Regions from separate parts of the Sus scrofa genome. Here region 1 is linked to region 2. Evidence: chromatin contacts called from public Hi-C data. All regions are on one chromosome and are shown on one strand. The core of a region is the stretch at or near the end of the contact, and the rest is flanking DNA. Distances in the headings are between cores, read along the strand shown.

Region 1 (3,152 bases), core at 484-2,983, 150 kb after region 2:
GCCCTTTCCCTTCCCGCGGCTCTTAGCTGCCTGCCGGCCCAGCACTGGCTCTCCTGATACCATTCTGTGCAGCAGATGGAGACCTTTGGCCCTAGAGCCCCTCTGCCCTGCATTTGCATTGCCTGGGGTTGGAGCCTAGGTCAGGTGTCGTTTGAGGTCATTTTTTTTCTCGCTGGCGCTTGGCTACCTTACTACCCAGCTCCCCTCAAGGGTCCTCTTGAGACACTGGGTTCCAGTGGGGGGTGGGGGTTAGTGAATCAGTCAACCTTGTTTCAGCTGCAAGTGCCAGAAGCGCAAATCAAACTGGCAGAAGCAAAAAGTGGGATTTAGTGGGTTATGTAATTCCCAAGTACTAGGAGAGGGCTGGCTTTAGGTATGGCTGGATCCAGGGGCTCTACCAATGTTGGAAACTCTATCCCTTTCTCACCTCTGCTTTTCTTCATAGTGGCCTTATTCACAGGCCTTCCCAAGTAGTGGCAAAGATACCCTCTAGCAGCCCTCCCTGTACATCCCACCAGCGTCGCTACTGCAGGAAGAAGAGAGCTGTGCCTTCCAGGTGTCCCACAAACATGTCAGGGCTGACTCTCTTTGGACCACTCACTTGCCAGGCCCAGAGCAGGGATAAAATGGGCTGATTGGCCAGGCCTGCAGCACATGCCCACCCCTAGAGGGGGTGAGTGGGGTCAGCTCAGCCTGGACCATTGACGGAGATCAGGAAGATGCTTTCCCCAAGGGGATGGACACGGCTGCCGAGAGGAGGAGGAGGTGCCGGTTGGGCACAACAGCTGACACCAGGCGCCCATTCTCCTGGACACGCCACACATACTTGGTCTGGGAACAGTTTCATATGAACGGAAGCCCCATGCTGTTTCGATGGTTTAGGAAGTGTTTGTTTTTTCTGTTGGTACAGATAACATTATAGATTTTATTGGCCCCCAAATGGTCAAATATCTGATTTCAGAAGGTTCACCCAATAGTGGGCTGTAAGAGCGGTGATCTCATTGGGCCTCAGTCGGAGTTCTCTCTCGGCCGCATCCTAGCTGTGTAATCTCACCTCTTGGTGATATGGGCAGAATGACAGGCTCAGGTCTCAGAGTCACGGGCTTGAATCTGGAGCTGCAGGCAGGGCCTGGCACCGGAGGTGCACAGGAGGCGAGCAGACCCTCCTCCTGGCCCATTCGAGAGGCACAAGGGAAAAGCTTGGTTTGTGCAGTCAAGCAGAAGTGGATTGGAATCCTGGCTCTGTCCCTCCATAGCCACGTGACTTCGGGCAGGATGTTTAACCCCCAATGAGCCTAACTTCTCATCAGTCAAAGGGGATGGGATGAGTTAATGCCTCACAGGCTGGTTGTAAAAATAAAACGAGATGTACAATGCCTGGTACGGGGCCGGCCGCAGCGAACGGGTACTTCATCCAGCAGTTTAATCCGGTGTAAAACACACATGAGGAGCAAACAGTACAGCAGTGTGAGTTGGGCTGTTAAGTGTGACTGGCCGCCTCACATGGAGTTACCCGTGACTCCCAGCTGCAGATCTCACGTCACCAGCAGGGATCCCTAACAGTTAGGTGAAGACTAAACTTGTATAAATAAGAACAGTGTCGTTTCAGCAAATCAGTAAAATGCTGATACCTCATTGCGTCTTTCTCAGAGACTGTGACAAGCAGGCACGAAGGGACAGGGCTCCTGTAGGCTCATCCTAAGCCCAGGCACAAGGCTCTCAACTCGGGTGAAGGCGTGGTCAGAGAAGGGCCCCGCCCACAGGCTCCGGTCTGACTCTGCCTTCACCGCTGAGCATGGCCTTGAGCAAGTCAAAAAGCTGCCAGCCCAGGCTCTCCTCCAGCAGATGTTCATTGAGCACCTGCTGTTTCCTGGCCCTGCCCTCGGCACTGAGGATACAGCCCTGAGCAGCAAACAAAACAGGCACAACCCCTGTTCTCATGGAGCCGAGACATTAGTGGGAAGAAACAGACAAGAAAAAAAAGGAAGAGGAGTTCCCGTCGTGGCGCAGTGGTTAACGAATCCGACTAGGAACCATGAGGTTGCGGGTTCGGTCCCTGCCCCTGCTCAGTGGGTTAATGATCCGGCGTTGCCGTGAGCTGCGGTGTAGGTTGCAGATGCGGCTCGGATCCCGCGTTGCTGTGGCTCTGGCGTAGGCTGGTGGCTACAGCTCCGATTCGACCCCTAGCCTGGGAACCTCCATATGCTGTGGGAGCGGCCCAAAGAAATAGCAAAAAGACAAAAAAAAAAAAAAAAAAAAGGAAGAGGGGAAGCCGCCGTGTGCTCAGCGTGGATAAGTGTTAGGTCCCCAGGCAGAACGGCAGAGAGGGGATGTTGAGGGGGTGACATCATGGATAAGACAGTCAGCGATGGCCTCGAGGGAGGGTGACATTTCAGCCAAGACCTGAAGGAGGGAGGGAGGGAGGGAGCGAGCCATGTGGAGATCTGGGGGAAGAATGTTCCAGGCGGAGGGAACAGTCTTTGCAGGGGCCTTGAGGGGGAAGCATCTCTAGTGTGTTCGAGGAGCAGCAGGAGGCCGGCGTGGCTGGAGTAGGGGGAGCAAGGGGGTGGGGGCGGGGAGGAGACATCAGCGTGGTGACAACGGAGCAGATAACGACCCTTGACCTGTGACGTTTTCCTCTCCCGGGCTGCCTCCCGTTGACCAGCTGCTGAGGAAGAGGCACATAGGAAACGACATCGTGACCATCATCTTCCAGGAGCCTGGGGCGCTGCCTTTCACCCCCAAAAACATCCGCTCGCATTTTCAGCACGTCTTCATCATCGTCCGAGCCCATAACCCTTGCACCGATAACGTCTGCTACAGGTGCGCACCTGCTGACCGCGGCCCTCCCCCCACCCACACCCAGAAAATCACAGACGCTTCTTACCTGTGTCCCGCGGCGGAGCGGGGTGAAGGGTGGAGCTGGGGCCCAGGTGGGCGCGCTCCTGCCGTTCTTGTTTGTGCTTCGGTAGGGGAGCTCTGTCCACACGTCCCTACGCCTTCTGAGGGAGTGATTCTCCACCAGCAAGGGGCATGTTACCCCACTTTTGATAAGGAAGGCGGAGGGATGTGTACTTATCTGGAATCTTGTGGTTGCAAGTGACAGAAAACACACTCAGCAGGGCAGGTATATGTGTTGGCTCTTATCAATG
Region 2 (3,371 bases), core at 129-2,628:
GCATATTTTGAGGATGGCGAGACTCTTTGAACAGGATCTGGGACCGGTCACTCAACACAACTACATCAGTCTTTGGGTCATCTGTTTGCTGGGGAGAGGCATGGCATAAACTAAGAAAACACGAATATATAAGCACTAAATATATCCTCACACAAGTCACAACTGAAGCCGTTCCCAAAGTCATGCCTCAGCCCCAAGGGCCACTCTTGTGACATCCGCACATACACAATTTATCACCTGTGGCACATTTGCATTTCACAAGCATGTAACAAAACCCACAACACAAGAGAGAACCAAATAGCTATAGCTGGCCTATGCATGCAAATTTTATAGTGTGAGCACAGGGGAAAACTGATGTTCTTCCAACATGAAGTTACCGTACCTGTCCTCTAACCTTCTCTCTTCTGTCTGAAAGGTACATATACCAGAGTTCCCGTTGTGGCTCAGCAGGAAGGAATCCGACCGGTATCTGTGAGGATGTGGGTTCGATCCCTGGCTTCGCTCAGTGCGTTAGATCCGGCATTGCCACAAGCTGTGGCGCAGGCTGCAAATGTGGCTCAGATTCTGCGTTGCTGTGGCTGTGGTGTAGGCCGGCAGCTGCAGCTCCAGTTCGACCCCTAGCCTGGGAACTTCCATATGCCTTGGGTGCGGCCATAAGTAAATAAATAAAATAAAAGGTACACATACCATAAAAGACCCATTTTAACAGATTACCAAGGCAAGTGCACTGCCATATGACTACATGTAAAGTAACAGAATGTCCCAAAAGTCAATGCAGCTTTAAGTTATTAGAGCCTAAAACTGCACTGAGTAAGACTTTTAGGACACCCTACCTGGCTTTTAAATTTGACCGAGGAAAGGATATATATACACTATATATTATCCCACTGTGACAGAGCATGTGCTATGAAACATGCACCTAACTGGGATCCTATCACGCAGAGCCAGTCACAGCAAAACTGAGGCCGGCAGATGTTCTCTCTGGTGCCTTCTCTCTTCTCTTTTAGAAAAATCTTTCTTCCAAGGGGGTTACTTTTTCTGACAATATGCCAAAGTGTTCACCTCTCACTAACAAAATATCCTTGCAAGAGGTCTCTAGACTCATTTGGAAGTTGATGGCCCACTTTCTACTAAGGGGACAATTGTCTTCACAGTCCACCCTGCTCGATTCCTAATTTCTTGCAAGAGTTGTGCGCCTCTGAAGGGCTCATAACAATCAAGATGGATAGGAGCCAATCACATGTTTATATCCTACATGTACATTACCTGGCGCTTATGTATCATGTCATTTATAAGGTATTTAAGATCCTTCCACAGGGGAATAAGTCTGGGGGAAGACATCGCCTTGATTATCCCCTGGTCCACCTCAGGACTGCTGCTTAAAAACCTGTGGGAATCCAAAAGAGGCCAGCTTAGCCACTGCTAGTTTTTTTTTTTTTTTTTTTTTGTCTTTTTTTGTCATTTCTTGGGCCGCTCCCGCGGCATATGGAGGTTCCCAGGCTAGGGGTCGAATCGGAGCTGAGCTGCCAGCCTACACCAGAGCCACAGCAACGTGGGATCCGAGCCGCGTCTGTGACCCACACCACAGCTCACGGCAATGCCAGATCGTTAACCCACTGAGCAAGGGCAGGGATTGAACCCGCAACCTCATGGTTCCTAGTTGGATTCATTAACCACTGCGCCATGACAGGAACTCCCACTGCTAGTTTTTGAGGAGCTAGAAATCAGAAGGTAAGAGCCACGAACTCATGTTTATTGGATCCTTTTTGTCTGTCAGGAACTATGCATAAGACATAGTTTCTCATTTAATCTTCACTATAGTCCAGTGAGGTAGGGATTACTCTATTTTATAGATGAGAAAACTCAGGCTTGGGGAGGGTAGATAAAGTTGGGGGTTAAATTTAGGCATCAGCTATTATAATCCTGTAGGATAGTATGTGTAAGGGGAACAGAGAAACCTGAAGAGAGGCTGGAAAGGAATACTGTCATAGGCAAATAATAGTTCTTTGCTGGTGGTAGTGCGTCAAGAGAGCTTTTTACAAGGACTAGTAGTTACCAAAGTGTGGTCCTTGGATCTCCTGCACCAGGATTCCTAGGGGAGAGGTACATCTTGAAATGCAGATCCTTAGGTACTGAAGTAGAACTGTGGAGGTAGGACCCTGAGTCCTTCACTTGTAACGGGCTCCCTAGGTGAGTCTGTGGACCTTCAAGTCTGACTACTGAAACAGGAAATCGCCTTTATCGGGTGCCCAGGACTCAGTCAGCCCCATGTAGCCCAGCCACTCAGTCTTGCAGGCTTTTCCCAGGCATGTGGAATCAAGTAGCTCTCTTGCATGGGATAGGTCTGCCATGCATCGTCTTCCTCCCCATACCCTTCTCTTTGGCCATCATGAGATCAAACCTCTACTTTTCCTGTTGGATGGTGAATAATCCTACTTTTAACAAGTCCCCTCTGTCAGGGAGTCTGTCATTACTGATCTGATGGGCTTGTTTTCCTCACTCGTAAAATGAAAATGCCAGTCTGGCCTACTTCACAGGATTGTTGCAAGGATCACATAAGGTAATTCCTGTGAATACCTTTTAAAGTATACTATGAGGCAGCAAACAGTTATGATTGCTGTTTTTAGGCTGGTTTGGTTCTCAGAGAAGTATTTATTTCCTTCCAACACTTACTTTGTACTTTACAGTTGCTCTGGAAGCATTACAGCTAAATTTATAGTCTGGCCAGCAGAGGGCAATGGAAGCCGTCCTTGTGTCTGCTAGATGAAGGAAATTGATGAACTTTTCAGTTTAAAGAATGGTCCCTAAGTGTGATCCTCAGGACAGCAGCATCAGCATCACCTGGGAACTTGTTATAAATGCAAATTATCAGGCCCCACCCTACACCTACTAAATTAGAAACTCCGAGGGTAGGGCTCAAAATCTGAGTTTTAATAAGCTCTCCAGCTAGTCTTTGCCCCTGATCTTAAAGTCTGAGACCCACTGGTTTGGAGAGCTACTGGAGTTCCAGGTCATTTGGCCTGGGTCTCCTGAGGCAAGGTCAGCAGAACCCACCCTCTGGCATGACTAAGACCACGCCCTATGTTGCCACAGAGCTTCAATGGCTGGATTTGGGGGTAGGGGGAAGCAGCAGGCAAAACATCATCTCATGTGGAGGGCCCACGAAAAAAAAAAAATGCTTTTACATCAATCACTTCATTAGTTCTTGAAAGAATACTGAGAGGCAGATAACATTACTGTACATATGAGGAATATGAACTCGGAGAGGAAAAGGGATGTGTTTAGAGCTACACAGAACAGATTCAGGACTAAGCTCCAGGGAGTTCCTGTTGTAGCTCAGCAGGTTAAGAGCCTGATGCTGTCTCTCTGAG

What was found. A called contact is a pair of places that touch in the nucleus more often than the background predicts.
Region 1: a Hi-C map of skeletal muscle shows a contact between it and region 2, with 2.3 times the contacts expected there. The contact joins the enhancer-like site here to the promoter of WDR87 in region 2. A contact is called at or near these places in 2 of 5 promoter capture datasets (fetal skeletal muscle and liver), 17 of 47 Hi-C or Micro-C datasets (alveolar macrophages, blood, embryonic fibroblasts and 10 more) and 2 of 2 datasets of contacts at active chromatin or transcription factors (alveolar macrophages and skeletal muscle).

Annotation. Positions count from the first base shown.
Region 1 is chr6:47,052,933-47,056,084 of Sscrofa11.1, forward strand. It overlaps SIPA1L3 (signal-induced proliferation-associated 1-like protein 3), which reads left to right. Exons shown (of 25, transcript XM_021094330.1): 10 at 2,666-2,823. Among named protein-coding and RNA genes, the nearest start is that of DPF1, 100 kb to the right of the region's middle. Within about 2 kb of position 1,734, at least 5 of the 83 cell types and tissues checked have an H3K27ac peak or open chromatin away from gene starts, as enhancers often do. A contact at or near this core is called in skeletal muscle, where this site is marked.
Region 2 is chr6:46,900,543-46,903,913 of Sscrofa11.1, forward strand. WDR87 (WD repeat-containing protein 87) reads right to left here and starts at 1,379. Exons shown (of 6, transcript XM_021094329.1): 1 at 1,267-1,379; 2 at 42-88. The coding sequence starts at 1,341.